Regions from separate parts of the Rattus norvegicus genome. Here region 2 is linked to region 1. A link is a contact called in public Hi-C data. All regions are on one chromosome and are shown on one strand. The core of a region is the stretch at or near the end of the contact, and the rest is flanking DNA. Distances in the headings are between cores, read along the strand shown. Region 1 has its middle 35 kb from the start of St6gal1. Region 2 holds the start of St6gal1l (ST6 beta-galactoside alpha-2,6-sialyltransferase 1 like).

Region 1 (5,371 bases), core at 1,620-4,119:
TCATAGCATGATGTACTGGTGCTGTGTGCTAAGTGGTCTGTCTCTACTCATCTTAAAGAACCTGCGAGGTAGAATCCATGCAAGGTAGCAAAGTCTATGAGTTATGCTCTCTAAGACCACGCAACTAATCCAGAGCCGAGACTTGAACCCATGCCTACGTCACACTGAAGAAAGGTCACCCCTACAAAGAAGTTTGATAACAAAGGTTTCCTGTGATTAAGTGTGGGTAGTACCCGGACCTGGCTGTAACAGCGCTGATGGTCAACCAGAAAATTCTGAGCATCCCTGAGGCCCCCTAGGAGAAGACACTCGAATGCAAATGCCCAGTAGTTAGCTGGTTTCTTCCAAATAGTCAGTACCTGGTGAGCACACTGAGATACTCCAATCAGTAAATTCTCTACGCTGAAATCATGCTGGATCATGCTGACAGCAAGTCAAACGCATGCAGATTCTGCTCAGTAATTCTGCATCCGAAGTTCACACCTTCTGCGCTATGTCATGCCCCCCCCCCGCCCTTGCCTGCCAGCAGTCTCGCCTAGATTGCACATTGAAACTGAGACCATGGACACTCAGACTGGTCATTACGGTTGTGGTTAGAAAAGACTGTAGGAGACAGTCAGGCCACCCTTCAAGCAGCACACACAGGTCCACTCAGTCGCAAAAAAGAAAAAGAAAAAAGGCAGCCCACTCCAGCTTGATGCCTGTAACAATGTCACTCTCACCTCCCAGAGAGCAATGTCCAGTCGTGGAACACATTTTACTGGCACTGGTCTGAATACCTCCCTGCAGCCTTTCAACTCTCCCTGTTGGTTCTAATCCTACTCTCTAGATTAATACAAATGTTTGTTCTTTCCACATATAATCTTTTAAGACAATGATAACACCCAGAGTCTTTCCTCTTTCAAGTTAAATATCCTCAATCTTTGAGTTGTTCCTTACATAACATCGCCTCTGAACTCCTTGATCTTCTCTGGGCCAATTCCCGTTTGTCTACACCTGTCTTTAAAGACCCTAACAGTTTCCAGATGTGAAATATGGGCAGAACAATTGTACCTTTACTGTCAACTGTTAAGGTTCTGGGTAGTTTTTACTGGGCTCATTTGAATAATAACTCTCAGTTCACTGTCTCAAACTTTCTGATTTTTTTCTTCCAAGTCTTGCTCTTCAACAAAATGGCTCCCTTTGTCTTTCTTTGCCATTGCTATCTGGAGTTTGTGGTGGTTTGAAGCCTCCCATAATCTCAGGCACTTGAACGCTTGATCCCCAGCCGGTGACAATGTTTAGAGAGGCTTAGAAGTGTGGCCTTGTGGGAGGAAGTAAGTTGCTGGAGGTGGTTTTGAGAGTTTAAAGACTCTGTGTCATTGACTTGTGCTCCCTCTGCCATTTGCCAGCTTTGGAACTGTAAGTCCACATAAACCCTTCCTTCTGTAAGATTCCTTGGTCTCTGTTTTATAACAGCCACCGAACAAGCAACTACTATGGAGCCTATAGGCAGATCCTCGAGTCCACCTCAAGCTATCCTTTCTTCACCTAGTTCTTCCCATCTGCGGATACAGAGAACACAGACCACGGCGTACACAGCATATGTGAAGTCCTCCTGGCTTTTTGTCACCCAGAATGTGACCAAGACCCTCCTTACATCATTCATCTAAGTCACTGAAGTTGAGGAAAGGTGGTTTCTTTATGTGCAACCTTTCACGGTCACCAACACTCCCCACCCACTACGTTTAAGGAAATAAAAATCATCTCCCAATCCACATTTTCAATCTTGTCTGTAAAAACGTGCCATGAGCTACCCCACAGGGATCATGTGCCTAACAGAGGAACTTTAAGCGCAAAGAATGGTCCCATGCAACTGTAACTGTAGCACTCGGGTTGCTGAGGCGGAAGATCCTGGGTTCCTACCCAGTCTGGGCTACATACTGAACTCATGGTTAGTTCAGTGGGAGAGTGCTTGCCTGCCATGTCAACCTACAATCCCTAACACTGAGAAAAATCCCAGGTCATCACCATCATCATCAAGCTTCCCTAGGTTTCTGTATTGTAAAACATAGTTTGGGGATGCTGGCATTATCTGTGAAGAACAGACTGCAGGGCTTCATAGAATTTCCCTGGGCTAACACATGAAGAGGGGCTAAAACAGGCGTTCAGACGGCCACAGCTTCCACTGAGAAATGTACTGCCCTCTTTTATATTTATAGATAGATAGATGGATAGATAGATGGATGGATGGATGGATGGACGGACGGACGGACGGACAGACAGACAGACAGACAGACAGACAGACAGGGTCTTCCTCCGTACTTTCCCTAAACTCACTCTATGAGGCTGGCCTCAAACTCATAAAGATCTGCCTGTTTCTACCCCCCAAGTGCTGGAATTAAAGGTATGTGCCACTACCTAACCTCTAAAAAGATATTAAAACCAGAGACAAGCTGTGGCACTTCCCAACGTTCGCCTCTGTCTCATATCTAGGTATTTGGAGAGTCAGTGGGTGTATATTTATTCATTATATAAACTCCCTTAAACATCAAAGCTATCATTATTGAAAACTACCACATGCTGTGCATTAGACTTAGGCCATCTAAACAATTTGTTTGATATTGTCGGTTTATGAATTTCTCTTTTAAAAATGTATTTTCCTCTCTCCCTGCCCATTCTCCATAAGACCCGGAGTACTTCCAATATACTTCAGCAAAAATAAATGAATAAGTAATAAAAGCCCAGACATTTTCTCCAGGGCCTGATAATCCCTTCTATTAATAAGTAAATTCCTCCTGAGTCTCCTAAGAATGAGACATTGTTCTGGCTGATAGGGAACCAGCTGGTGTTAAACACTTACGTCTCTGTCTCCTAGACTTACTCTTCATGTTTCTCTCCCCACGGTATGTCCTGCACTCTCCCTACTGTTAGCCATGTGACCTTGAGTAGGCTGCTTGAGATACTGACACAAGACAGGGATGGCTGTTAAGTTGCACACAGGTCTGAGGACATAGGATGCATGATCATTCTAGAGTCTGGTTTTCTTTTATTTGTCCTTTCTTTCACTTGTTTTCTGTGTCGTCTAATGATCTGTGTCTTTATTTTTTCAAAAACAGTGGGATTAAAATAGAAACAGAGCAGTTCTGCTTTCTCCGAGGACATTTGCCAAGACTGTGTCATTTGCTACCACTGGGGAACCAGATCTGCATTCTCAGCATGTCCACTGTTTGGAGGGAGGGGGAGCACTAAGGGTCTAACGTGTTTTGCAAGTCATACTTTCCTTCTAATTCTTTTCTGTCCCTTCCTCCCACTGTTCTCATCAGACCACAAACAAATTACCTTGGATCATCTAAATCTACCTTCCAGAGGGGTGGCTCAACCGGATGCAAGATGTCACTAGTTTGATGGCAGCCTCTGAGCTCAGTCCCAAGATCATTCTGTCCTCCTTGGGAAACTCTTATTTCCTTGGTTTCCCTGAACTGACTGACACATTCTCTCACAGTCATTGTAGGACTCAGATAAGACATCGTTCTCATCATGAAAGCGAGCTGCCTGCACATCTCTCTCAAAATCAAAACCACTGTGCAGAAAAAGAAAAAAGGAAGAAGCTAATAAAACCGCCTACAGATATACAAGGCAAGAAAGCACCACAGAGCCAGCAGTCGCCCCCCTCACCCCCACTTAGTTTTGTCGTGCGGATACAGTGGCCCACCTCTAAGTTCTACAGAAGTTAGTGAACTCAACACGTTCTCTTGCTGACTTGGTGTGGGAAGAGCACTGTGCTGGGGCCGTGAACCGAGGAGCGACTATTCCACATGGGACATATTTGCAGATACGACTGTTACCTAAGTCAGTCTGCAAGTGATGTGTTTACATGTACTCGCCTCCCTCAACGACTTCCTCACAGCTAAAGAAAGAGATTCCTTTTCTATGTCAGGGTGTTCCGAATTGTTCACACTTCCCCATCTCCCAGAAATAATTGACATTAACTCACACCATTCCACTGAAACTGCTTTCTTAATAGCAAAAATCTAGAGACACCCCCTCCCCTCCTCCAAGTATAACTTCAGTCCTTCTTTTTGTGCATCCTTCCCTGCCCACCGCTGCATTCACGGTGATCAGCAACTTGTTGGCCCAGAAATGTTCACTTCTCTCTACTTCTTGTATAACGATTCCTATATCCACATAGCCAGACTCCAGACACTGCCCATAGGCAGTCCTCTAGAAATGTCCAAATTGGAAACCTGTACATTCACTCAGTTTTAAAAACACACTTGCTTACACATGCACACACACACACACACACACACACACACAAATGTGCACTTTACACACGCATGTGCACAACACACACACACACACACTTTATACAACACTCTAGCCTAGCAGCAGGAAACACAAAACACGTAACAGTCAGAGGTGCTTCATGGAGAAGAGATATCAGATGCTGGGAGAGCCCTAGAGTGCCTGAGGCAAAGCACCTGAAACGAAGGAAGGGCCAGTGTAAAGCCCTGAGCAAGGTGTCTCTGGTAGGCAGGATTTAAAGTGCTGGACAGCACAAAGGAAGGAGAAGGATGGAGGCACCAGCTCAATGGGTTGGACAAGAAGCAGAAAGCCCTCAGGTTCTATGCCACTCCTGTGGGATGTCTTTCTAACCCATCAGATCTACACACTAGATACCTTGAGCATGTTACATGGAAACTCAAATGAGATCCTTATCAACGCAATGAGCTTAGGTATATTTCAGTCCCAAGTCAAGTAGATTACTTGCTCATTCTCCTTCCTCGAGCTCCCTCTGCCCAGCTGCCATCACTCATGAACAGTCACACACATCCTGGCCCTCTTTCCCTTTGCTACTGAACCCCAGTGGCAGGCACATATTCCTTGATAGTTGGACACTGTCTTAGTTGTTGTCCTACTGGTACAACTAAGGCAATTTATAAAGAAAGCATTTAATGGGGGGGGGGGCTCGCTTACAGTTTCAGAGGGTTAGCTCACACTCTCCATAGTGGAGAGCATAGCACGGCTGGTAGGCATGATGCTGAAACAGTAGCTAAGAGCTTACATCTGATCCACAGGCAGCATATAGAGTGAGAGCGTCTATGACTGGGCCTGGAGAGGGCTTTTGAATCCTCAAAGCCCACTTCCAGTGACACACTTTCTCCAACAAGACCACACCTTCCAATCCTTCCCAAGTAGTTCCACTAGCTGGGGATAGAACATCCAACACTATGAGCCTATGGGGGTCGTTCTCATTCCACCACATGCCAGCCCTCCACCACTGCTGCGATCATCCTACCCACACTTCAAACACAGGAATGACTTCCAGTGTGAACATGGAACCCCACCCCCCAACCCCAAATCCAATCTGTTCACAGCTTCACTCTCT
Region 2 (5,371 bases), core at 1,061-3,560, 50 kb after region 1:
TGTTTCGTTCTCTAGTGAGGGGCTCAGGAGCAGCGGGTTACGAGAGACATTTTCCTCCCAGCAGGGCTGATGTCCACAGCCTCTGCTTCTGCCGGAACAAAGGCTTCTTAGCGCCGCAGGCAAAACATCTAAGCCTCTATAGTTGGCCCAGGTTCAATTTGAGAACAAGGGGGCAGCCAGGAGAGCAGAGCAAAGTTATGAAGCAGGACAGGCTGGGAAGTAGGGAAATGCCAACTCTCTCTTCTCCACTAAGCAGAGAACTCCTGAAAGTCATAATGGAAGGGTGCAGCTTCCAGTTTGAATTATTTTCTTTGTTTCACTCCGCTCTGCCTAAGGCTACTGCTTTTTAAGCCAACCGCAGAATCCTCTGGATGCAGGCCGAGCAGTTGGAAGACCCACACTCAAGGGGCTGAACTCTCAGACCTTAGCTTCCTGCCAGTGAAATAGAAGGTTCCTTAGCTGCCGCCTGGACCTTTTTCAATAACAATGGTTCTAGTTCTCTTCAGTGGCAGGTTAGTCTCCACAGGGACTACTCAAGGTGAAGCATCAGATAGGTAAGATGCTGTCACTCCTGCACAAGTCGCCTAGGATCTATTCACCGCCCCCTTCCGATCCCCAACTCATCCTCAGGGCTGACAAGCCCAGACCTCACTACGCTAAAAATGCCGCTGCGTGAACGGAATGAAAGTAAAGGGGAAGGCACAGCAAACAGCGGACCTACCTCTGCGAGTGCCTCCGATAAGCCCCGGTCTAGATGAGGGGTCCTGGGTGGCCTTGTGTGAAGAGGAACCAGTGACACCAGGAATGTCTAGGCACAGGGAGCGCCCAGGCGAAGAGCAAGCGAAACCCAAGACCTCACTGGTGGATTTAGTTAAAATGAACTATTCTTTCAGCAGGCTAGGGAGGCGCTCGAGATTCTCCAACAGAGGCAGTCTCCAGAGCATGGGGACAATGGTGTGTCGGGCAGGGTCTGTTTTAGAAGGGTTCCTACAGACCCTTAGTTCAACCCACGACTCTTAAGAAAACCTCAGGGAAGAGGCGAGGACTTGTCCGTTTCACCTCAAAACCCGTGCCAAGGGGTGAAGCATACTTGGGGGTGAGAGATGGGAGTTTTTGTAGACTCTTTCTTGTTTGTTTGGGGGTTTTTTTCCCCTTTAAAAATCTACAGGTTTAGTCCAACCCTTCACAGGGCACCGAGGCGAAACGTCTCTTGCCACCCAGCAGTAGGTGGCCTCCAAGCGCCGCACCCGTTGGAACAATAACCTACCCAAAGGAGGTTCAGCAGGGATGGCTGCGCCCCGATCCCTGGCGGGGCACACGTGCGTTTGTTGTGGTGCCTGCACTCCTTCTCCCTCCACCAGACTTAGTTTCCTGATCTGTAACCCCGGTGAGCAAGATCTAAGGGGACCCACACTCTGCAAGGCAACGCCTTACACAATACAGACGCGGTGGTGTAGGTTCCTGCGGCCCCGCACACGTGGGTTTGTTATGGGTGCGCAGGCTGCCTTGCCAGGGGAGGCCAAGGCGGTCCCTCCCCTGGACGGGCGACAGACATCCCCAGCCCTGGGCGGCGACTCCCACCGGCGCAACACGGAATACCTCCCTGCGCAACCCTGCACTCTTCCTCCCGGCCCGTGGCCCGCCTCGCCCCGACTCACTTGCGGCGCTCTCAGCCGGGAAGGCGGCGGCGGCCCCGGAGCCCACCGAGCGCTCGCGCGGCGCGCAGCCCGATTCTCTTTGTTAGGGTCGGGCAGTGCCAGGGCGGCTCCCCAGCCCAGCCTGGTGCTCAACTCCGCTCCCCCAGGTGCCTCCGGACCTCACCCGGCCGAGGGAGAAGAGCCCGGGACTCAAGCTCCGAGTGAGTCCCCTTGAGAAGGGATCTTCTGGGGAGCAGAGAGGGACCGGCAGATGTGGGTGCAGAGGTCCGGGAAGGAGGAAAGAAAAGCACTGCAGACCGGCGGGAGGAAGCGAGGTCTCCGTTATGCAAATAGAGTCGTTAAAACTAGAAGAGGGCTTTATCATACCGGTCCCAAACCATCCTGGCCCTCTGGAGGTCGCTAGCGAGCAGGCTCAAGGTTAAAGGTGCCTGCTTAGGGCTCCGGTTCATGCAGGGAATCTTGCGGTCCGTCCACAAAGAGCAAGCCTGGGGGCGGAGCAATGCGGCAGGCAAGGAAGCCCAAATGCTGCCTCCACCCCCAACCCCTGCGTGTCCCGATGGATTGAATTCAGTGTTATCTGGTAAAATCGCTCTTACCAGGGTGCTTGTCCTGGCTCTACACGGGGTGACCCTGATCAGGCAAGTCATATTGAACCCCTGTGAAAACTCAATTTTTTTAAATGTAGGACATACACATCTTAGACTGTAATATTTAGAGTTTAATAAAAAAATACCCCAACATCAAGTGTGACCTGTACACAGCATTGTCAAACTTTTTTTTTAAAATGCTCTCAAGCCCTGCAACCTGGAACTTTCTCAGCAGATATGCAGGCAGACAGACCCTGGCTACAATGGTAAAGACACCTTCCTTCCAAATGGGCTTAGGATAAGGCTACTGGAGAGGCCAGGAGGAAACATCTTGTTGAAGAAGCAGCCTTGCAGCCTGACCACATCTGACTACCCACAGGCCACTTCCGAAAGACTGAAAACTTCCCAGTTCTCTATAAGAGAACTGGAAGCAGGCATCTAGCCACCCCTTCAGTCCTTCATATCCCAGACAAGAGATTCCACTACCCGAGGCAGTAATCACATCCCAAATACCTGCCCTTTCCACCTCTGTGTTGCGGAAAGACTCAAATAGAGCTCCAAGAAAGCAGAAACTTGCTGGTCTGGGTTTTCTGTGTAGCAAAAAAGAGAACCAGAGCGTTCTCTTCAAGTCCAGGGAATGCTTCCCACCAACAACCAGGGGAAGAAAAAGTTGCATCCTCCTCCCAGGCACCCTTCTTTCAGATCGCCTTTCCACAATCCTTTGATTCAGACCTCCTCTGCTGCTCGCCTCCCCCCCAGCTGCTCTGGAGGCAGAGACCCGAATCAGAAAGTGCCAGACAGAGAATTCAGTTCTGTGGCCAAGAAGCTATTTGTTCTTGGGTGAGTTCCACAGTCTTTTTGGGCCATTCTTTCTTCTGCAACATGGAGAACTAGGGGAGAACACTAATGATCGTGTTTACACGAAATGATTTGTGTGGGCAAGTAACGCGGAGTCCAGCCTACTGGGCATGCTCAAGATAGTGCACTCTGCTGTGAGCAAATGGAAGCAACCCCGGGTGACTGTTTCTGAAAGGGTGCTAACTGAAGGTCGAAGATCTTTTCTACTACATCAACGATTTTTATAGACAGCATACAGCCCATCCTTGTGACTGATGCAGATTCTTCTGTCGCTGTTCTTGAAGATCGAAGCAGGAGCAAGGAGTTTAAGTAAGAATCTCAGGCTGGCTTGGAAGCTGACGCAATGGAGATGGCTTACGCACCTGAACTGTGTTGCCACACAGGGAATGAAACCATCTAAGGATCTAAACAAGAACCACCAAAGGCTCAGCACTCGCTACAGTGTTGCTTATGCTACAATGAGGTGTTAAGCCCACTTGTAGATAGGAAATTAAGTCACCCAGGCCCGTGAGAAGTATCAGATCCCTCATATTCATTGAGAGCCTCAATCCTTTCTTTCAACCTCCCTCTTGTTTTCACTCAATTTAGGAGGTAAGAACCAAATAATAGGAAAAGAGACTTTTAAAACAGGGTACAGCCCCTAGTCTTGAGTTCTGTTTTCTAAACTTCGAACCAGTCAATGGCGGAAAACAGGGAAAGGGCTCACTCTGGGTTTCGAACTTGCCACATTTATTTATTTTTTTTTTTTTTGGTTCTTTTTTTTCAGAGCTGGGGACCGAACCCAGGGCCTTGTGCTTCCTAGGTAAGCGCTCTACCACTGAGCTAAATCCCCAGCCCCTTCGAACTTGCCACATTTATAATACCCGCACACCACGGCAAACCTAAGAAGAAGCCCTGGGGTATCTGGGACAGATGAACAGACATGTAGGGATATTCCCAGAAAATTGCAGGGGACATCACTGTCTGGTGGCTTTCCACAGGGGCTCTTTCATCAGTAGGGCCTTCTAATCTACAATGGAAGAAAACGTTGAACTATAACTCAGGACTATAGATCGGCAGGCTACAGGAATGTAGTTTATCATGCTGGTTGGGGACTAGAGAGCTGCTGGCTACAGGAATGTAGTTCACCATGCTGGTTGCTTTCCTTAGAAGTCCACATTCCATAACCTCTGCTCCCACCATCTGAGTGGACCCTCCATTCCTATGCTGAAATCTCAACCCACACTTGAGTGATAGCATTTGGAAATGAGGTCTTAGTGAGGCAGATAGTCCTGAGTGCAGAGCCATCTTGAATGAGACCACTTACCAAGGAGACACTGGCATGTCCTTCTACCAGGTTAAGACAAAGCTAAAAGGCACCAGCTACAGATAAGGTGACTGTCCTCACCAGTTGTCAATGCTGTTGTCACCTAGACCTTGGACCTTAAAAGACTTCAGAATGGTGATTCAAGTGATTTAAACCACCTAATCTGTGTTGGTTTTGTTGCTGCAATCTTTTTTTTTTTCCTCTTCTTTTTTTCGGAGCTGGGGACCGAACCCAGGGCCTTGCGCTTGCTAGGCAAGCGCTCTACCACTGAGCTAAATCCCCAACCCCTTGTTGCTGCAATCTTAATAGACTAAGACAGTCCCTCCGTGTCTTAGATCTTGCCCTTCCCAGTAATCACTTCAGGTCATTTACTGGTGAGTATAAATGAGTTCTTGCCTCGTAATTGCTACAACAAGCCACTTGCACACAGTATTTCTGAGGCATTCTTGAGAAGTACCTTGGCAACAAAGGATATGGCAAATTAGAAGTTTCCTCCCAAATCATTTTTCCCAGCCCCACTACAGATGCTCACAAAGACCTAGAAGTGGTTCTCACTTATAAAAGCGGTCTTCTCTGAGTACCCAAGTACGTTGTTTGATATGAGGCTAGCCTCTGGGACCCAACCAACTGTGGTCTACCTGGGCTGCCCACGTTGCTCCTCAGTGTGGCCAAGCTTCAGGGTGGAGCTCATATACACAGAGAATTACAAGGAGCCCAAGCAAGAAAACGGAATAAAATAGCAGTGTCTCTAAGCACCCAAGAGGGCTTCTGCCACTTGTTGAGTGGCATAAAGGGGCCAATGGACTATCAGGGACTAAGGGGTAGACGACAAGGTCCCTTGTGAGGAGGTCAGTGGCCACAGACAGGGAAGGAGCCAGCTATGTAGCCCATAGTACAGCAAGCAGTATCCTACCAACTCCGAAACAGAAGGAAGTTTAGTTCGGCGTAACCAGGACAGTCAG

The links. Hi-C and Micro-C count contacts between places; a contact is called where the count stands out from the background.
Region 2: a Hi-C map of the A7r5 cell line shows a contact between it and region 1, with 2.3 times the contacts expected there. The contact joins the promoter of St6gal1l here to the enhancer-like site in region 1. A contact is called at or near these places in 7 of 12 Hi-C or Micro-C datasets (the A7r5 cell line, Schwann cells, frontal cortex and 3 more) and 1 of 1 datasets of contacts at active chromatin or transcription factors (oligodendrocytes).

The regions. Positions count from the first base shown.
Region 1 is chr11:91,105,837-91,111,207 of GRCr8, forward strand. It overlaps a transcript of St6gal1 not described here. Among named protein-coding and RNA genes, the nearest start is that of St6gal1, 35 kb to the left of the region's middle. Within about 2 kb of position 2,870, at least 28 of the 93 cell types and tissues checked have an H3K27ac peak or open chromatin away from gene starts, as enhancers often do. A contact at or near this core is called in the A7r5 cell line and Schwann cells, where this site is marked.
Region 2 is chr11:91,155,956-91,161,326 of GRCr8, forward strand. It overlaps St6gal1l (ST6 beta-galactoside alpha-2,6-sialyltransferase 1 like), which reads left to right and starts at 2,311. Exons shown (of 3, transcript XR_010056331.1): 1 at 2,311-3,694; 2 at 3,870-3,905. It also overlaps a transcript of St6gal1 not described here.